2 separate regions of the Zea mays genome follow, and region 1 is linked to region 2. Evidence: chromatin contacts called from public Hi-C data. All regions are on one chromosome and are shown on one strand. Each heading gives the region's core, a stretch centred on a gene start, on an enhancer-like site or on the middle of the called end of the contact. The rest is flanking DNA. Distances are from core to core; before and after follow the strand shown.

Evidence for each region. Hi-C and Micro-C count contacts between places; a contact is called where the count stands out from the background.
Region 1: a Hi-C map of ear shows a contact between it and region 2, with 4 times the contacts expected there. The contact joins the promoter of LOC100277511 here to the promoter of LOC100382733 in region 2. A contact is called at or near these places in 6 of 25 Hi-C or Micro-C datasets (bundle sheath, ear, endosperm and 3 more).

Annotation. Positions count from the first base shown.
Region 1 is chr7:20,403,079-20,406,812 of Zm-B73-REFERENCE-NAM-5.0, forward strand. LOC100277511 (AT4g33690/T16L1_180-like protein) reads left to right here and starts at 2,243. Exons shown (of 4, transcript NM_001151046.2): 1 at 2,243-2,509.
Region 2 is chr7:20,130,036-20,134,032 of Zm-B73-REFERENCE-NAM-5.0, forward strand. LOC100382733 (alpha/beta-Hydrolases superfamily protein) reads right to left here and starts at 2,658. Exons shown (of 9, transcript NM_001175452.1): 1 at 2,307-2,658; 2 at 1,152-1,228; 3 at 103-208. The coding sequence starts at 2,528.

The DNA of each region.
Region 1 (3,734 bases), core at 993-3,492, 270 kb after region 2:
GGCGACCGTTGGCTCACCAGACAGTCCGGTGCACCACCGGACAGTCCAGTGAATTATAGCCATACGCCGCTGATCTTTTCCCGAGAAGCGCAAAAGTGAAAGAAACCATAGCTCCAGCTCAAGGATTGAACAAGAAGGGACCACTTGTTCATTCGTAGTGTGGAATTTAAATATAGAAATGAGTAAGCTGTTAGGATAGCCTAAGAACTTGTCTAGTTACAATAAGGACCCGATGATATTAATCTTTTCTATTTAATTTTGATTAGCAAAGGATTTAATCGCCTCCCCAATAGTTCAAGCCCTTCCTAATCGAAGACCTAAAGATTTAAGCCAACTCAATCCGCTCCATTCCATATGGATTAAAATTAAAACAAACAGACAGGGCTTGATGTACCGGACTAGAGGGCTTGATGCACTCCCAAGATTGAGAAAACACAATGCCTAGAAGAGAAGGATCCTGTAGCACATCATTCATTACATTAATGCCCCGATTGGTTCTCAGGAGTTGAAAAGTAACCTAATATTAAAATGAGAAACAATTTCTAGATATTTGTTTCAATTAATGTGATCCAAACAGGCATTAATAGTAATAATATACATTGAGAAGGATAAACTGTTACGAAATTCCGAGTACAAAATATTGAAAATGTCAGCATACTAAGCTGTACCAAACGGCAAGCCACCTCCCAGTCCCATGTGTTCAATCCCGGTGACGAATTCACTGCCACACAATCCCGGTGACGAAACCATAGCTCCCGAGAGCGACATTTTCACCGGAGATCAGCCTGGCGCACCGGACACTGTCAGGTGCGTCACCGAACAGTCTTGTGTGCCAGACTGAGCTGAATTTTGGCTGCACCGAGCCAAGTAATTTTGGTTTCTTTTATTCTTCTTTTCTCACTATTTCTAGCACTTAGATAACTTCATTAGTATTCAAAAACAAATGTACTAAGTCTAGAAACATACCTCATGTCTTGATTTGCACTTTTTCAATCTTTGGTACATTAGGACTTAAAGAATATGTGTTGGGCACTTAATCACCAAAACATTATAGAAATGGCCCAAAGGCACATTTTCCTTTCAAACTCACAAATAGAAATATTTCTTGTGGACGAGGGCATCAAGCATGAGTTCTCTTCTCCCTACACACCTCAACAAAATGGTGTAGTGGAGAGGAAGAATAAAACTCTACTGGACATAACTCGGCCAGGGCGTCTGTGTCAGGTTGGTACCCTTGGAAGTTGAGCAGGAACTTGTCGCGAAGCCCTTTCCAGGAATCAATGGACAGTGGCTGTAATCTGGTGTACCAAGTCAAGGTCAGGCCTTCGAGTGCGATGATGAAGGATTTGGCCATTGTGGCGTCGTCCCCTCCGGACGATGCGATGACTACCTGGTAGCTCATGATGTACTGAGCCGGATCGGTACTGTCGTTGTATTTGGGGTAGGTGCCGGCCCTGAAGTTGGCGGGCCAGGGCGATGCTTGGAGTTGTGGAGCCAGGGGTGTTTGAATGCACTATAACTAATAGTTAGAGAGTGTTTGAATGCATTAGAGTAATAGTTAGTGGTTAAAATTAGCCAAAGACATCCAAAACAATCCAACTAATAGTTCAATTATTAGATATTTTTAGTAAATTAGCTACTAGCTAGCTAATTATTTGTTAGCTAGCTAATTCTACTAGTATATTTTTAGCTAACTAACTATTAGATTTAGTGCATTCAAACACCCCTTTAGTTGGCTAAAAATCGTTAGTAGAATTAGTTAGCTAACAAATAGCTACCTAACTATTGACTATTTTACAAAAAAATAGCTAATAGCTGAACTATTAGCTACGGTGTTTAGATGTCTCAACTAATTTTAACTACTAACTATTATATTCAAACACCCCCTAAATATCCCTTATGATCCATAAGGTCAATATTACATCATTTTTGTTGTCTCTTCTTGAAAAACCTAAGGGCTTGTTTGGGACAAAGGGTAATGGAGGGGATTGAGGGAGCTATAATCCCTTACTATTCAAAATTAAGTAGTAGGGGATTCTAGCCCCCTCAATTCACTCCATTACCTTTGATCCCAAACAAGCCCTAATAGAATCTCTAGGACCTAAGCCGTTGGAGATAGCATCAGTGACAGTGATGTCACACGGCAATTTTAGCCGCAACGCTCCAGCTGTACCGCGAAACAAAATTTCTCTACTTTTCTTCGACCGTCCTACCCTATCCGCTCCCCTCGCCGGCGCCGCGGCGGCGGCGAGAAAGAGAGAACGCGCTCCTCTTCCTTCTCGACTCGATCTGCCCCTTCCAGCCCGCTCGCCCCTCATCGAGCGGCCTCCGTAGCCCTAGGTGATCCGCGCCTCCTTCCGCCGCAGCGGAACAGGACGCCTGACCGTCGACCGTCGAAGCGATTCCTCTCTCGCGGGCGTCCTCGTCTCGCCCTCCTCGCCTCCTCGGTGCCAGTGGGTCGGCGCGGGGAGGCATCCGTCCGGGCTACGGTCGATTTGTTCTCCACTTGGTAAGGATCAAGGAACCCTAACTTGTCTTGTTGCTTCTATGGATTGATTTTTTCTATGTTGCGACCTGTGAGAATCAAATCCAGTAGCTTAGTAAAATTTCCGAAGAAATTAATTTTGTATGCCAATTGAAGTTAAGGTTCAACTGGATCCCCACGGCTACACGTTCTTTGCTGTGCTCGTCATATATTGTTCTTGCGGTGCAGCAGCATCTTCATCTATGTGTATGATAGACCTGCTCTATATGTGGACGTTACTAGCTTGGTACACAGTTAAAAGGTTGGAAGGATCAGTTTATGCTTTATTGCAGAGTGTGGACAATTCTAATTTATGTTCAGTGGGATATATATACTTGCCCACGCCTGTTGACCTATTTGTGACAAATTGCTTATTAACTCATCCATGTAGCGAAAGGGCCTTTAGCTGAGTTGGCTAGGTCTGAGTAGTTAAAAAAATCCTCTCGTCTGTCCTATGCCAAAGCACAGGTCTAAGACCTGGTTGCGGTCGTTCTCACATGGGCTACAGTGTTGCTGTGTATGGGTGAGATAGGGGTTTTCTTGACCCGTGTGAGAAGGCCTTCTTCTCAATACAATGCTCGTGCGTTGTCTTACCCTCGGCAGGTCGAGTTTTTTTAACTCATCCATGCAAATTAACCTATTTTGGACAAATTGCTTTATTAATTCGTTGCTTGATTCTAGTCTTCTTTCATCACAATAGCATCACCACCATTAGTTATTTCAAAAAAATCTGGGGTTTTCAAATTAAGCCCTTTTGCCACATTTGATACTTTCATTCTTGATGAGCAGTTTTAGACACATCTTTTTGGCTAATAATGCTTTGATAAGTTGTTTTATCGGGATGGAAGCATATATATGGGGCACCTGTACTCCATTATTGTAATTACTCTTCAATGGACTGTTCCTGGAATATCTATTTTCTTAGTGTTTGTGTTATAATTTGTGAGTTGTATTGGCTCCCATGTATGTTCAGATCATTTGTGAAACTATATTTGTGCCGTTCACATTAGTACACAACCTGATAACAAAAATAGCATACTCCAAACAATAGTGTATGGTTCCTTCGCAACCAGTGTTGCCGTGCCTGTCAGCCTGTGCATGGTTCAGATCTATGCATCAACCTTGTCACGTCACTACGGTCTAGTTTGGGTACTCTAGTATTGAAGTGGTTTGGAGGGGTTGAAAAGTGTATAAATCCCCTATAGATCAA
Region 2 (3,997 bases), core at 1,408-3,907:
AGCACACCAAAGATACTGATATAAAGCATGTTATATTGAGAAGCCATCTCCTTATCAGTACAAGAATAAAAGGTGATTTTATTTCCAAACTAAGGATCATACTTGCTGTAAGCTGGAAATTCCATATCCAGTGTATGATGAAGAAAGCAATGGCTGTACCAAGGACCATTTCTCAACCTCCAATGCAAGTGACAATGGTTCCAAGTAACTGTAAGTTCTCAAAAATCAGTTAATCGTAGTGAAAAGGAATTTAATAGTAATTAATAATATAAAAATAGATAAGGCATGTGTCAAAAGTATATTAAACAGAAGTGGAGTAAGATGTATTGGCTTTGAGGTTATTTCACATCTAAAGATTTTGTTTTATTTTTCCCATTAATATTTTTATCAATTTTTTAGCAAGTATCATTATGAGCTTAAGGAAACATGCCTTGAGTGATCCAAAAGTTACAATTACTTCGCAACAAATCTTTGTTACAAGCATTATTTAAGTTCTCACAGTGATGGATAGCACTTAGCCAAAATATCATATACTTATCATATTAATCATACCAATTCATGGCAGGTGGAGATGGTAGAACACAAGAAAATGAAACACTACAAGAATCACATGTCAACTATAAGATTGTGGCATCACCTAGATGAACAAAGCTGTTACTAGTGTGCACGCATGGCACCAACGCTACTAACCTAAATTCCATAGACTTTGAAGTCAATTTAGTAGTTTACAGTAAGATCCAAGAAACAGCAAAGGATGCAAGAATACCTGAATATGTTTGCATGATAAATAAATTCTTCAGTTCCCATTCAAGAAAAAAAATTATTGCCCATTTCAAGTTTACGTAACCTTATTTATCGATATAAACCATGGTGCAACATAGTTACATCATGACAGCCTTTGTTTCCAAATTCAGTATTCCCTCTGTACCGAATTATAAGATGGTTTAGCATTTCTAAATACATAGTTTTTATTATGTATCTAGACATAATGTATATCTAGATGCGTAGTACAAATTATGAATCTAGAAAAGTCAAAGGATCTTATGATTTGGAAGAGTAGGTGTTAAATTGAAATATTATGATCAAATTTATGCAATCTCAAGTATCGGGGGGGGGGGGGGGGGGGGGCAGAAAATACTATTTCGACTTACTCAGTAGCTAAAAGCCCATCTGTGAGGCCACCAATGAAGATCACCTGATGGTTAAAATCCCCAGTCCTGAATGCTACCTGAAAGAAGAAAAGTGAAGTTATAGCACAAAGCCATTGATTAATGCAGCACTAGCAAAATATATCCAAAAAGAGTTAGCTTAGGTTTACTCCAGATTTTTTTTTAAAAAAAAAGAAGATATTGAAGAAACCACACAGCACTCAAAAGAACTGAACATAGAGGCATCTGTACCATAACTTTCAAGGGTTGCAAATCTATCCAGACCAAAAAAACGAAATACAAGGTATTTCCCTGCAGAATAAGATTCCCAAGAATACTAGTGGGTATGATTGTCATTCTTATGTTCTAAAAGCTGAGAAACAATTGATCTTATTGGAGCTGCAAATGCAATTACAGGTGTCCCAAGTCCAAAAGTAGTAAAAATTGCCACAAGCATGTACGAAGTCACCTTAGTACAGACCTGATTGTAACAATAAATAAAGAACTAAAATACAGTCTTCTACCAGACAATAGAAACTCGGCATGATTAAAAAAATCCATGGTGAAAAGCAAGAGCGCTAAAGATAGGAAGCAAGCAAACCACAAGAATAACCATGGTGCATAAGGACGACCACTGCCTTCAGCCGGAAATGTCACAGAAACTAAGAGGCAAGCAGCAAAAGGGACATAGCCGTGTAACATTACCCAAAGAGAATTAAACCCTAGATCCAGACAGCAAATTGCCAAAACGGATCGCTAAATGTACCGCCTTTTTCAGAGGTTTTTTGAGCATCATAGAATCTTCCATATCCTATAGGAATCTAAACATGCACAAGGCACGCTTTAGGCATGCGTGAGAAAACGTAGGAGCCCCACTTGGTACAAAAGCAGAACTCCGAAACTAAAAAGTGAGATCTCGCATCTGGAATGTCGCAAAAGATCCCCTCCTTCCAGAGGCCGTGGCAGCACGCGGCGACGACCTTCTGGAAACTTACGGAACATCCAAGCCACGGATTCCACCGTCTAGCAGCTCCTAAAGTACTCGACGAACGCAACCGCGAAATGCTGTGACTAGTTCCATCTCGCCATCTCGGATTCCAGAACTTTCCTGGGGAAAAGCGGCGCGACGCGGGGAGGTGGGAGACGCCCGGCCCGTACCTGCGCAGATTTGGGGCCGTACTTGAACAGCGCCCCGCAGAGATGATTCCGCTTGCCTCCTCCGGAGCCGGCGCCGATTACGGACTTGGGCGCGTCGGGGAGGAACGCGGAGGCGGGGCCGGAGGCGGAGGCGGAGGCCGAGGCCGAGGCGACGCCGCCGGCCATGGTGGAGGAGGAGCGCGAGAGGCCGGAGAACCAGGAGGTGGGGGCCGGCGAGGTCATAGTAACGGCTGCGGCGGCTCCAGCGGCGCGCCTCACGGGCTCACGGCGTGGGCATCGCGGATGTGGCCATGTGGGGTCGGGTGGTTGGCGGCTGCGAATTTTCTGGGCTGGTTCTGGTTGGATCGAGCTGTTGTCAATCAAGACCAGCGGGAATGGAAACGGGTTCATTTTTTTACTATATTGAAATAAATTCGATAAAAAATATATAGGGGTGACGTCAACTCGACTGTATGATTGGCACTGATTGTCCCTGTACTGTGCGGTTGGTAAGTTTGCCGGACATATTTGTTTCTTTCAAGCTGGGCTGAAGCCAAAAGAAATCAGGTCACACGATAACATGAGCTAGAGCTAGCACGGCTGTAATGTACAGTATGATCTTTGGGGTTGTTTAGTTAGTCTGACTAAAGTTTAGACCGTGACAAATCGAATGTTTCAATGTCAATTATGAATACTAAATAAAGTCTAGTTAAAAAATCAATTACACAGATAAGAGATAAGGACTAAACGGTAAGACGAATCTGGCCTAATTAGTTCATAATTTGCCGAAGTGATGCTATAGTAAATATCTGCTAATGATGGATTGATTAGACTTAATAAATTCATCTTGTCGTTTAGCATTCATCTATATAATTAGTTTTCTAATTAGACTATACTTAATACTCGTAATTGGTATTCAAACCTCTATTGTGATACGGACTAAACTTTAGTAAAGAGAACCAAACATATTAACATAATAATAAACATAAATGTTCGGCTGTTGGTTTTCAAAGAGCTGCAAGTGCAGATGTACATTGTTGCTACATTATGTCCTTTCCATATAACCAGGCAGCATGAGTTGTTGATGCAGTCGGACAACTTCAATGAATCGATGAAATTGATATATAGAGCAATTAAACCGATATTGATTCTATTTTCTGTCGAAGGACTCTACGAATAGCCGTGTGTGGAGGTTGTCCTAAAATCAACAATGTCACCAAAAACACCGTTAAATCACGCATGAAGTCATGATGAACACTAAGATAGAAAGGAAAAGGATACTAAATTTGTTTTTGATCGATTGGATGTTAGATATCTCAATCGTTCATGATTGTCTTATATATGTTAAGGTGGTCTTATTCTAGTATAAAACAATTCAAATATGTGATTTGCAAGTTTCTCACATCAAAAAATTTTGGAAACTAATCGGTTCGGAATTCAGCAAAAGTTAGCCAAACTGGTTTTGAAAACCGGCTAAGTTAGCTTGGCAATAGGAATCCGACTTGGCCGACTCAGAACATTCGACTTGGACGGGTTTAGGGGTCGATCTGACCGGCTTTAGTAGGGTCAATACTTTTGCATATTATGCCCCTATTTTAGGTTAATACTCACGCGAACCTAAAACATAAAAGCACTAAATAGTGATGGTGTCCAACTCACTATATATCTAACATATAAGGACATGCATACATTTGGTTATATATGCATGCATG